2 separate regions of the Gossypium hirsutum genome follow, and region 2 is linked to region 1. A link is a contact called in public Hi-C data. All regions are on one chromosome and are shown on one strand. Each heading gives the region's core, a stretch centred on a gene start, on an enhancer-like site or on the middle of the called end of the contact. The rest is flanking DNA. Distances are from core to core; before and after follow the strand shown. Region 1 holds the start of LOC107934462 (serine/arginine repetitive matrix protein 2). Region 2 holds the start of LOC107934480 (xyloglucan endotransglucosylase/hydrolase 2).

The links. A called contact is a pair of places that touch in the nucleus more often than the background predicts.
Region 2: a contact with region 1 is called in a Hi-C map of leaf, with 2.2 times the contacts expected there. The contact joins the promoter of LOC107934480 here to the promoter of LOC107934462 in region 1. A contact is called at or near these places in 2 of 34 Hi-C or Micro-C datasets (both in leaf).

The regions. Positions count from the first base shown.
Region 1 is chrD02:2,863,026-2,869,015 of Gossypium_hirsutum_v2.1, reverse strand. LOC107934462 (serine/arginine repetitive matrix protein 2) reads left to right here and starts at 2,393. Exons shown (of 10, transcript XM_016866889.2): 1 at 2,393-2,530; 2 at 2,914-3,469; 3 at 3,829-4,269; 4 at 4,387-4,900; 5 at 5,368-5,990. The coding sequence starts at 2,938.
Region 2 is chrD02:2,561,331-2,567,320 of Gossypium_hirsutum_v2.1, reverse strand. LOC107934480 (xyloglucan endotransglucosylase/hydrolase 2) reads right to left here and starts at 3,580. Exons shown (of 3, transcript XM_016866921.2): 1 at 3,234-3,580; 2 at 2,609-2,802; 3 at 1,889-2,529. The coding sequence starts at 3,515. The coding sequence ends at 2,130.

The DNA of each region.
Region 1 (5,990 bases), core at 1,144-3,643:
AACACTCATAGAGATTGTAAAGGTTATGGACTTGCCCTTATCTCTCCTAATTGGCCAATTCAAACTTCTTGTCAAGAATCATGTTGTGCTTGAAGCCCCTTAGTTCTAATAAGTGATCCCTCATTTCAACATGATCATTTTTTTTTCAATGTAATTAGGTATTTTGACTAAATATATTGAAAAAGTTAGAAGGCACAGTGTGGTACCAACCTTTTAATTTATCCACAGTAGTCCTTGGTAGTATAATGTGCCACTAAATTTTGGGAGTTCACTTAAAATTTTAAAAATTTTAGGATTTAATATGAATTTTCAAAAATAATAAGGTTTAATATTTTGTGAGGACTAATGAATATTTTCAAAAATATTAAAGGGTCTAATTAAAATTTTTAAAACTTTTCAAAGACCTAATTAAAGTTTTTAATGAATTTGAGAATTTAATTGAAATTTCAAAGAATTTCAAAGGGTATAATAGAAATTTTCTAAAATCTTGAGAGCCAAGGCTCCTCCAAAAACTTTTCACCCCTTTTAGCCCTTGTTGTTAGTTTTATGGATTATAACAAGGTAAAAATATTTCTTTATTTCTAATTGATGCGAGGTATTTATAAACTCGAATTATGTCATATTTTTTGGACATAAACTCTAATAGAATGACGTCTTTTATCTCTCTATATTTGGACATAATCAATAAATTGATTGGTTATAATAAATTTTTTTCATTATATCCTTTTGTATAAAATAACTTAGGTCAAATATTAATAGGATAAAAAAGGCATTTTGCGTTTTAAAGGAAACAAAAATCCCTAGTTTTTCCTCCTAATTGAGGTAAAAAAATTTTAAAGGTTTAAATTAGGGCTCAACTTTTTAGGAATTACTCATATAAAAATCAAATCTTTCAAAATAGTCATATAAGGGTTCGATTTTGACAGAAATGCTCAAATAAGGGCTTTTTACACACTTTTAACCTGGTTTGTAGTAAAAATTAGGTGAATGTTGACGTGTTTAAAATAAAACACGTGATAGTTGAATTAGATATTGATTAAAATGAAAAGAAAAAAAAACATAATTTGAAACATGATATACAGTATTTGAGAAGCCTTTTATTTAAGCACTTTTGTACATGATAAGTATTTATATGACTATTTTGAAAATTTTGATCCTTACATGAATAATCCATTGATCCTCCTTTCATTTATTTTTTATCCTTTTATTATACTCAAATTTAAAATTTAAATTTTGGATTTTAATTTAGCATAATCTATTCAATTTATTTTTAAAATATCATTAATTAGTTTAAATAATTATTCGTTAACTATTTCAATTAACTTAATGACAAAATTTTCTGAAAACACCACTTCCAACAAAATAAAATTTATGCTAACATAAGGAATTAAAAAAGAGCTTATTTGGACCTCATGTGATGGTCTAATTGTCAAGGGTGTTTACTATCTCAGGTGTGATCTGAGTTCGAATTCCACTAGTTGCGTTTGTTGTTCGAGTTTTGCTCTGTTATTATAATTCACACACAAAAAAAGAGCTTGTCCACGTCATTAAGATTTTTTGTATAATTCAATCACCTTTTATAATTTAATCGATTTAACTCACCACCTTTAAATATAATCAATTAATCAATCACTTATCGATCTAATTAAATTAATCTTATATTCGCCCAAATGACTTTTATTTTTTTAGTCGAATAATTAGGTTGAATTAATTTAAATTATATTATATATTATTACATATTTAAAATAACTAGAAATAATATGAATTAAATTTGGTTAAATCATTCTATTCGATTATAGAATTCATTAATCGACAATCGATTGACTTAACATTTATTTGGATCTTAAATCGATTTAATCAAACCAATAAATCTAATGTGTTAGTTAATTCAGTTATTAAAGGAAGGTTCACATGACACATTCCCATCAGCTCCTTTTATTATTATTATTATCATTATTTTTGCATTTTATGAAAAAATGGATCATTTTCAATTATGGTATTTTTGATACGTTTAAATTTGAGATTTAATTTTTACATTTTAATTTTTAACATAAATTGCACTAAATTTTATATATACAAAGTGTAGAACTTTAAAGTCATGATTGTTTAAATTGGACTGGACTGACTAGAACATCGGTCTAAAGAAGCATCAAACTGGTTGACCTGTGAATTGGTATGGGTCAGTTGAACTAGGCTAAAAACTGATTGAATCAATTTTTTATTTTATTTGATAGGTTTTTGATGATTTATTTAATCTAACAATACAAACAATGGCATAAGTTATGAGAACCTAGAGTATATTTTCATTTTTAAATTTTTACTTTATAATTTGACATAAGCAAATAATCAAGCCAAATGTTTACATAATAGACGGACCCAATCCAAAATTTGACCAAATTTTATTGTTTATTCGAAAGGTTTATAATTAAATCCCGCTTTTGCCCCCAGCACATCGCTTTCAGCCCTATATATGTACACATATTCATTATCCGCCCGACTTCGCCGTCGGATCCCAAAATTGCAGCATAAGGTAATGCCCCTTTCCTTCTTCTTTTTTTTTTATATATATATATTTTCTTACATTTTCCTTAATTTTCTTTGCATCCAAACATAGTCTTAGGGACTCCAAAAGTTATCAAATTATGAAAAATGGAATCTCAAATGCTTAACTTTAACGTATTTTTCTCCCTTTTTTGCTTCGAATTTAAGGTTTTGCTTCACCTATTCGGTAGGTTCTCTTTCTAGGGTTGCATTCGAATTGCAAATTGAAATTGGTATAGTTTTTAGTTTTGGAGTTTTCTAGGATTATTGAAGTACATCAGATCGCTTTTTTTTTCCAATAATTGAAGTGGAATTGGTATTTTTAGATTTTAGAATTTGGGTAATTGCTAATTTTATTTTTTTGACTTTTAGATCTTTAGGTTTTTTTAAAATTTGATGGCGGATCGGACCTCAGCTGCTCCAAAGCCTATATGGATGAAACAAGCTGAAGAGGCCAAGCTGAAAAGTGAGGCTGAAAAAGCTGCTGCTGCTAAAGCGGCTTTCGAAGCCACATTCAAAGATGTTGATAAGGGCCGTAACAAGGAGGTGGTAGCAGCTTCATCGGATAGTGAGTCTGAGGACACCAATGACTTGGTGGACAAACCGGTTGGACCTGTGGATCCTGCTAAGTGCATGGCAGCAGGACCAGGAATAGCTGGTGGCACAGCATGCGCAGCATCCACCTTTATGGTGGTAACAAAGGATGCAGATGGGAGGAAAGTGCAGAGTGGAGGTGCGCAGATTAAGGTGAAAGTTTCGCCAGGTGTGGGTGTTGGGGGTGCGGAACAGGAGGGCATTGTGAAGGATATGGGAGATGGGACTTACACGGTGACTTATGTGGTGCCCAAGAGAGGGAACTATATGGTGAACATTGAGTGCAATGGGAAACCCATCATGGGCAGCCCATTCCCAGTGTTCTTTAGTGCAGGTAACATTGTTAAGGCTACGTCTATTCGTTTTTAGTTGTATCTTTTGCTATCACTTGTCATGTAGATTTTTCTATATTCGTTAACCCTATTTGATTGTCCTATATAATGTAAATTTCTTAATGTCCAAGTAGTTGAAATAGTATTATTTACCTTGTTCGTTGTGAAGAAGTCTCACAATTTGGAATGAGAAAAGTTCCTGATGTGATTCACCTTCATATAATTTTGCCCACTGCCATCTAACTTGCTGTTGAATTTCTGTTATTGCTTAGTGTTGAGATGTTTGACTTCACTTTCGGGCATAGCTTTTGATTGCATTCTTAGCGCTCATGGTGCAGATGTTGAATTTGTTGTAATGCAGGTACTTCTACTGGAGCTGTACTAGGGGTGGCGCCTGCATCCACATATCCAAATCTAGTAAATCAAACAATGCCCAACATGCCAAACTACACAGGATCTGTTTCTGGAGCTTTCCCCGGCTTGTTGGGTATGATCCCAGGCATTGTTTCTGGTGCTTCAGGTGGTGCTATTTTACCAGGAATGGGGGCATCTCTTGGGGAAGTTTGTCGAGAATACCTCAATGGCCGTTGTGCTAAAACTGATTGCAAATTGAACCATCCTCCCCACAATTTGCTGATGACTGCTTTGGCAGCAACAACCAGCATGGGAACTCTCAGTCAGGTTCCTATGGCACCTTCTGCAGCTGCAATGGCTGCTGCTCAGGCTATTGTTGCTGCTCAGGCCCTTCAAGCTCATGCTGCTCAGGTGCAATCACAAACTCAGTCAACCAAAGATTCATCTGGTACTGTTTATACTATCTTGCTTTCCACTACTGTCGTTTCTTTAATTTACTTTCCAAGTCCTATATATTTCCCTTTTAGCTAAGTGTCCAACCTCACTGTTATCTGCTCCTTGTCAGACTCTCCTGACAAAGCTGCAAAGGCTGATGCATTGAAAAAAACCCTACAAGTTAGCAATCTTAACCCACTTCTCACAGTGGAACAGTTGAAGCAGCTTTTTAGCTTCTGTGGTACAGTTGTTGAGTGTACAATCACTGATTCAAAGCATTTTGCATACATAGAATATTCAAAACCAGAGGAAGCAACGGCTGCTTTGGCATTGAACAATATGGATATTGGTGGTCGACCATTAAATGTGGAAATGGCCAAAACACTTCCTCCGAAACCTGCTATTTCATCCTTGACTTCTTCATCTCTACCTTTGGTGATGCAGCAAGCTGTTGCCATGCAACAGATGCAATTCCAACAGGCTTTGCTTATGCAACAAACATTGACTGCTCAGCAGGCAGCTAACCGAGCTGCAAGCATGAAGTCTGCAACAGAATTAGCTGCAGCAAGAGCTGCAGAAATAAGTAGGAAGCTAAAAGCTGATGGACTTGTTACTGAAGAGAAGGAAACCAAGAGTAAGTCTAGGTATGTCTCCTCATCAGGACAAGTTTATTTCCCTGCAAGCATGTATTGTTTCTTAAGGCTTAATATTGTTAAAGAATATGGAGTTACTTGTGTTCTCCTATGTTTGCCTAAAAGCTGTTATTATAAAGTTCCATGGGATTAAGTGATTTGCAAGCAGAATGTCACTGCTTAGCATGTTTGGAGTATCTATATGTTGGTCCTTTTGGTTTATGGGTATACAATAGGTTGCTGCCTGCAGCATTGTTTTCCAATCAATACTGTTTATGATGTGTATTTTATCATGAGTAGCACATGTCTTTTTTGCACTGATTCTCTCATGTTTTTAAATCTTCGTTGTCTTACAGATGATATTTTACATATTGGGAATCAAAAAATCAAAGTCTTCCCTTGTTTGTCTGTATGTTCCTAGGTTTCAATTTCCATAATGATAAATCAGAGTTATACTAATTTATAACTCCTGTTTATAGGTCACCATCCCCTTCTCGTGCAAGGTCAAGATCCAAATCAAAATCACCCCTTAGTTATCGGAGAAGATCAAGATCAAAGACTAGATCACCAATTAGTTATCGGCGAAGATCAAGGTCCAAGTCAAGATCACCGATCATTTATAGGCGAAAGTCAAGGTCAAAGTCAAGATCACCAATCAGTTATAGGCGAAGGAGGAGGTCTCGCTCTTATTCACCTCTGCCCCGTTTCCAACGAGACCGTAGGTCCAGATCACCTGTGCGATCTCATCATCGTTCAAGATATGAAAGTGAACGACGTTCATATAGAGATAGAGATGACAATGACAGGAGTGGCAGACGAGATTTGGAGAGATCGCGTGATCGTCATTCATCTATTTCGAGGAGAAATAGGAGTATTAGTCCTCGAACTAGAAAATTAACTCCTGTAGATTCTGACTCCCCTAAACATAGTAGAGAAAGTTCACCTAAGCTTAGGAAATCATCCCATCCAGGTTCAACATCACCAAGGCATCACAGAAGAAATAGGTCATCCCCAAAGAATGATGATGAAAGGAAATTGAAATATAGAAAGCGCTCTAGGTCAAAGTCTGTTGATTCGGATAACAAAAAGAATGAGACCCCAG
Region 2 (5,990 bases), core at 2,331-4,830, 300 kb after region 1:
TTAAAACAATGGGCAGCACCCAAAAATTGATTGGGAAAATAAGACTATTTTACATGGGAATAATATAATTGTTGGTGTTTGAACTTGGATCCCGTTAAGATTTAATGATATGATTAGTGTTATTAGAACATGGTTGAATTGATCTGTTGGATTAATTAGATCGAACATCGATTGTTGATATATTAGTTCGAACAAAGTGGTTGAATTAATTGAATTAAAAATCACTTTGAAACTAGGATAAAAATCAGTAATTGAACCAATTTAATAATTTTTTATTCTTTAAAAATTTTATGAATTTTTAATTATTTATTTAGTTATTGTTATATCTAACAATTGTATCACATCATTATTTAAAATTTTAATTTTCAAGTGATAATATGATATAATATTAACATATTATCAAATTTTTATATTTTTAAATTTAAGAATTAAAATGAATCTAATTATAAATTCAAGTACTAAAACGGACCCAAAAGATGACATTAAGGATTAGTTTTCAAGAATGATAAAACGGACCCAAAAAACAAGTAAAAGTATTATTGAGACCTTTGTACTAGGAGTTAGATTGTATTAGATAATAAATTAATTTTTATACTTTAGATCAAAGAACAAACTGATCATTATATTAAAAAATTCATCTATTTCTACTATTAAAAACCAGTCAACATATGTCAACATATAGAACACATGGCACCAATTTTTTCGTCAAAATACATAAAAACTTTAACAAAAAATTAATTTACTTTTTATTCTAATATATGAAAATTAATTAATTTATTTTCTAAAATAAGAGTAAAAATATAATTGATTTTATAACAAGACTTTAAAAAACTAAATTGGTATACAAAAATTTATAAAAAGAGTCACACCACCCCTTCTTCACGTGATGTGATGGCTATTTTTCTAGGCTTATCCTATAATTTTTGGACTGTAGCTGCAGTTTCACAGTCTGGAACTCGGTGAAGCCCCTTTCCTTATCATTTAATAATATCTTTATTTTTTTGGGATTAATTTCGAAATTTGACAATTTCTTTTTCAAAATTAGTCCTTGTATTTAGATTCTATTAAAATATAATACATAAGATTCTAACATATCATCAATTGGAAATTTTAGAGTGATAATGTGTATGATATTAGAGTGACATGCCATTTCAAAAATCAAATTAAAAAAATCGTCCAAAATAGGAAATTAATGATCAAGGATCAAGATGAAGAAAGTATTAAATTTAGAGACTAAATGATAATTTACCCCTAATTTAATAATAATAAAGTTGGTGAAAACTGGTGCATGCATTGCATCGTGATCCTATTTCACTTCCCTCAGGACAGGAAAGCCTTATCCTTTGACACACATAAAAACAAAAGCTCTTTAGTTCCATAAATTTGCCCCATAATTCGTACGACCTTCTGCCCCATAATTACTAAGAAAAAAAATTATATTATTATTAAATAAAAAATCTTGGTACTCATTTTTAAAATTTGTCATTAATTCCCACTTGCTGATATAAAGATTATTGAATTACATTTATTGTTCCAACAAGAAATCGAAACCAGAAATCAACTTAAAAATTGGTAAAATTAAAATTTAGATTAAAAAAGTGGAGTTTCTTTTTTCCTTCCTAAAGCATTTCAATCTACATTTCAGTCGGCTATTAATGTTTTTAGATTACAATCCGGATGCATCTGGCTCGTGTTTATGAGGCGAGGCGATTGTGTTGAGCAAATTTGAGAATATGATTATTGTGATGAGTTGTTAGAAACAGATTGTATGAAAGCACTGCATCATATTAAAAATATCTTAATAATTTCTATGTCATTCAATTTATCTTGAAAGGAGATTACCTCTGTGGTAGGGGAAGAATTACTTTGAAGTTGAATGAATATTAAATACTCAAAAAGAGGAAAATTTTATTATCAGAAACAGGGAATTTACATCTATTTTCAAGATGATTTAAGAAGCAACAAAGAGAAATAAAAATACATAAAAAGAATAATAATAATAATAATAACTTATTCAACTTGAATACATAGTAAGAAAGTAGTGAAAAAAAGAATATATTACATGGAAAAGAGGAGAGGTTTGATTTTAGAACCCTGGGCGTTTACACTCTGGTGGAACAGGTTTGATTTTAGAACCTTGGGCGTTTACACTCTGGTGGAACACCTTGAGGGAAACGTTTCAAATCAGTGCAATAGTTATAAATCATGAAATATTTTTGAACCCATCTTAATCTTCTTCTTCCTGGTGCATCAAGTTCGTTTGTTTCCCATGCACCGGCGGAGACCGAGTTAGTTTTAGCACATGATGAACTTGTTCCTGACCAGACACAAGCATTGGCATTGAAGTTCCTGTAATAAGCTGTGAAAGGTGCTTTTGCCCAATCAGTTTTCACTAATCCACCCCTTGTGGCCCAATCATCAGCATTCCATAAACTAGAGTAAATCCTCATGGGTTGGCTCTTGGGGAATGGTACACCAATGGATTCAGCATTTTTGAAGACTCTAATGGGGGTGTTATCCACCAAGAAACTGAGAATAAAAAACAAAAAGTAGCTAATGTTATTAAGGCAAAAGACAAAGTAGCAGGCATTATTTGATGGGTTCTTACATGATGTGTTGGGGTTTCCAAATGATGGAATAGGTGTGGAAGTTTCTTGTAGGGTCAAACCAAAGATAGAACTGTTGTTCTCTGTTGCCTTTGCCTTGTGTAAAGACATTGGTGTGTAAAATGTAAGGGTCACCGCTCAGATTCCCTAAGAATTCAAAGTCTATCTCATCATGGGTTGGCCCTTGAGATGACAGCTGCAAAACATACACAAAAAATACATTAAAAACACTTCTAAAATGTAACATAAAAGCTTTGTAACACATTCTATATGTATGTAGCATGAAAAAGGTCATAAAGATAGGGATGGTTCAAAACCAAAATAATTGGTTAAAAAGCAAAATAATAAGTTCATTCTTGTGAATCAATACTCTTTCCTATTCTTTTTGTTCATACAAATTCTATTGTCATTATCTGTGTGTATGGAAGTTTTGTTATTAAAAGTAATCTCTTTTATTAAAAAATAAATATATTTACGTTAAATTAAAAATTAAACTAGTCATTATTTTTAAAATTTTATCTATTTTTATTATTAAACATATGTATCGAATGTAAAGTATAATCTAAGTGGATGATCGCATATCAACTAGCCTATTCAAAATAATGAAGTACTATATGTTTAACATACATAATAAGCAGTGACAGTGCCAGCTGAGTTGCCAGCAACAAGCTTGAGTTGCATATCGATCCTTCCAAACAAATACTCTTTCTTAGATTGAAAACCAGACCCTGAAACCCTGTCTAAAGACAAAGACAAGAGCTTGCCACCATTGAAAATCTTGCCTCTTCTGTCACCCCATGTTAGGTCGAAATCCTGGTAAAAGTCACCACCGTGGGCAACAAAAACCAAGGAGTTCAACACCAAACAAGCCAGTAAGGCCATTGAAACAACATTACAAGAAGAACCCATTTTTGCTTTGATATTGAAACTAAAGAATGAATGAGAAAAAGAGAGAAGAAGAGAGGGGTTTTGTGGATATTTTTCAAAGAGAGGGTGTATTTATATAGGGAAATGAAAGAAGGGGGGGGGGGGTTTGATGGTATGGAGAGGTGGGGGTAACGCGTGAGGCAATAACTGAGGGAGAGAGCCTAATAGGAAAGCTGGTGACAGCTTAGCAAAATACAATGAAAGCTGGATGTTTGGAAGCTTTTGTTTTGTGCCTCTGGGGAAGGGTGAATTTGAAAACTTTTCTTGGGTTTTAGCAAACAAAAGGGAACTAAACTATATAAATAAAGAAATGGATTAATATAACTTTTAGTCCGTAAACTTGGAAATTAAGTTCATTTTGGCACATGTACTTTTTTGTTATCCACTTTGGTAACTAAACTTAACAACTAGGTCCATTTTGCAAGACTTTCGAAATTGGACTAGTGGTCGAACTGGTTAGGTCATCGGTTTGACTAGTTCGATCGATCTATCTAGTTCGATTAAATAATCATTAAAAAATTCATACAAAAACATTAAAAATAAAAAATTTTGGTTCAATCACTTGATTTAACCGATCCGTATCGATTCCCAACTTAATTGGTTAAAAGGATTTCTTCGGATTAGTACCCCAACTAGTTCTTAGTCCAATCGGCTCAACCGACCAATTAGGTCCAGTTCAGATAACCATGCCATTTTTGGCCCTTGAACTTAGCAAAAAGTAAAAGTTCGATGATGTGGCATTTCGAGATTGTGCCATGTCATCACCTAAAATTTATTTATTAAATTTTAGGTGATGATGTGGCACAATATTGGAGTGCCATGTCATCAAATTATGATGGAATCCGAGTTCAAAGACCAAAATGGACCTAGTTCTTAAGTTTAGATTTTAACATGGACCAAAAAAATATAAGTATCAAAATTGACTTAATTGTCGAGTTCAGGGACTAAAATTTATATTAACCCAAAGAATAATAAATGAGGAAAAAAAGGAAGGGGTTTTGATTTGGTTTTATGTGAGAAAAAGTATGTAGAATGATTTTGTTTCCCATGGAAATGACGTAGAAGGAAGGGGGTCCCTTCCCTATGATTTGCTTAAAAATAGGTGGGTGGATGACAACTAGGATCATGGATGGGGAATAAGTGTCTTTAGTTTAAGCCATGATGGACCACTAATTATATGTATTTTCTAGCCATTCAACGTTTGCCATGTGTTCAAAATGGTATCCGAGTCATTGTCTATTGCCTGGAAATTCTTCTTTAACACATTTTTATTAGGTCAAATTTTTATTTTGGTCCCTCTACTATGCTTAAATTTGCAGTTCAGTTCATATACTTTAATTTAGTATAAATTAGTTTAATGTTATAAGAATTAGATTATGGTTAAATAAGTTAGACAATTGGTTCCTAATTCAATACGTTAAATAATGATTAAAAAATTCAAAAAATTCTAGAGAAATTAATAAATGCAAATTCTAACCTTTGGTCAATAAATATGGTACAAAATCACCCAAAACAACTATTCATATGTTCTTAAGCCAGTTTCGATTTTAATTAAATCACAATGGTTCTCTTTATTCTGTATTATATATTAACTGATCGAACTGGTTGAACTATTAATTATCGATTCAACCTGAAAATATTGATTTGGAAATCTACTTCTATAAAATAATTAGTTAATCCAAATAGTTAATTAACACCGTTAATTGTTCTAATTAAAGTGTTGACAGGGGCATAGTTAGGGGATTGACAGGGACCCGACCCCCCTAAAATGAAAAATTTTCTATCTAGGTCCTTTAAAAATGATAAAAAATTTATTTAATCCTTTAAAAACTATAGAGATATATGCTATTAAAATGGTGAGATTACATTTTTACTATCGTAAAAATTACAATTTAATTTCGACCCCTCCTAAAATAAAATTTTGACTTCGTCCCTTAATGTTGGCATGAATTTTTCCTAGAAATACCACTTTCAACTTATCATATTGACGTGATTTTATGTTATTTTTGAGTCGGAAGAAATGTTTTTATTAAAAAAATCCCGCCATTTTAACCAAAATTCCTAATGGTATTAACTATTCCAACTAATAATAACATTTAATATAATTCATATTGTTTTATATACCAAATTTTAGAGATAACTTTGACGTCAATCTACAAAAGAAAAAAAAAATCACCAATAATAATTCCTCTAGGATTATCATGCTTGATTTAGACATGTTAATGGTATTACTATCATGTTTGATTGAGACATGTTTAATGGTTTTAATGTGTGTGTTTTTTTTCTACCTTTTCAAAATGGGAATAATCTTAAAAAAAAAAAAATTAAGAGAGTCACGAGAACACTAGGGTTTTGTTGTATCACTGTCTCTTTGACCGTTGGATATGGTTTTTTGGTTTCATATGTATCACATTTCAAACTCTTAGGTAAATTTCCCCTTATTTTAAAACCTCAAAA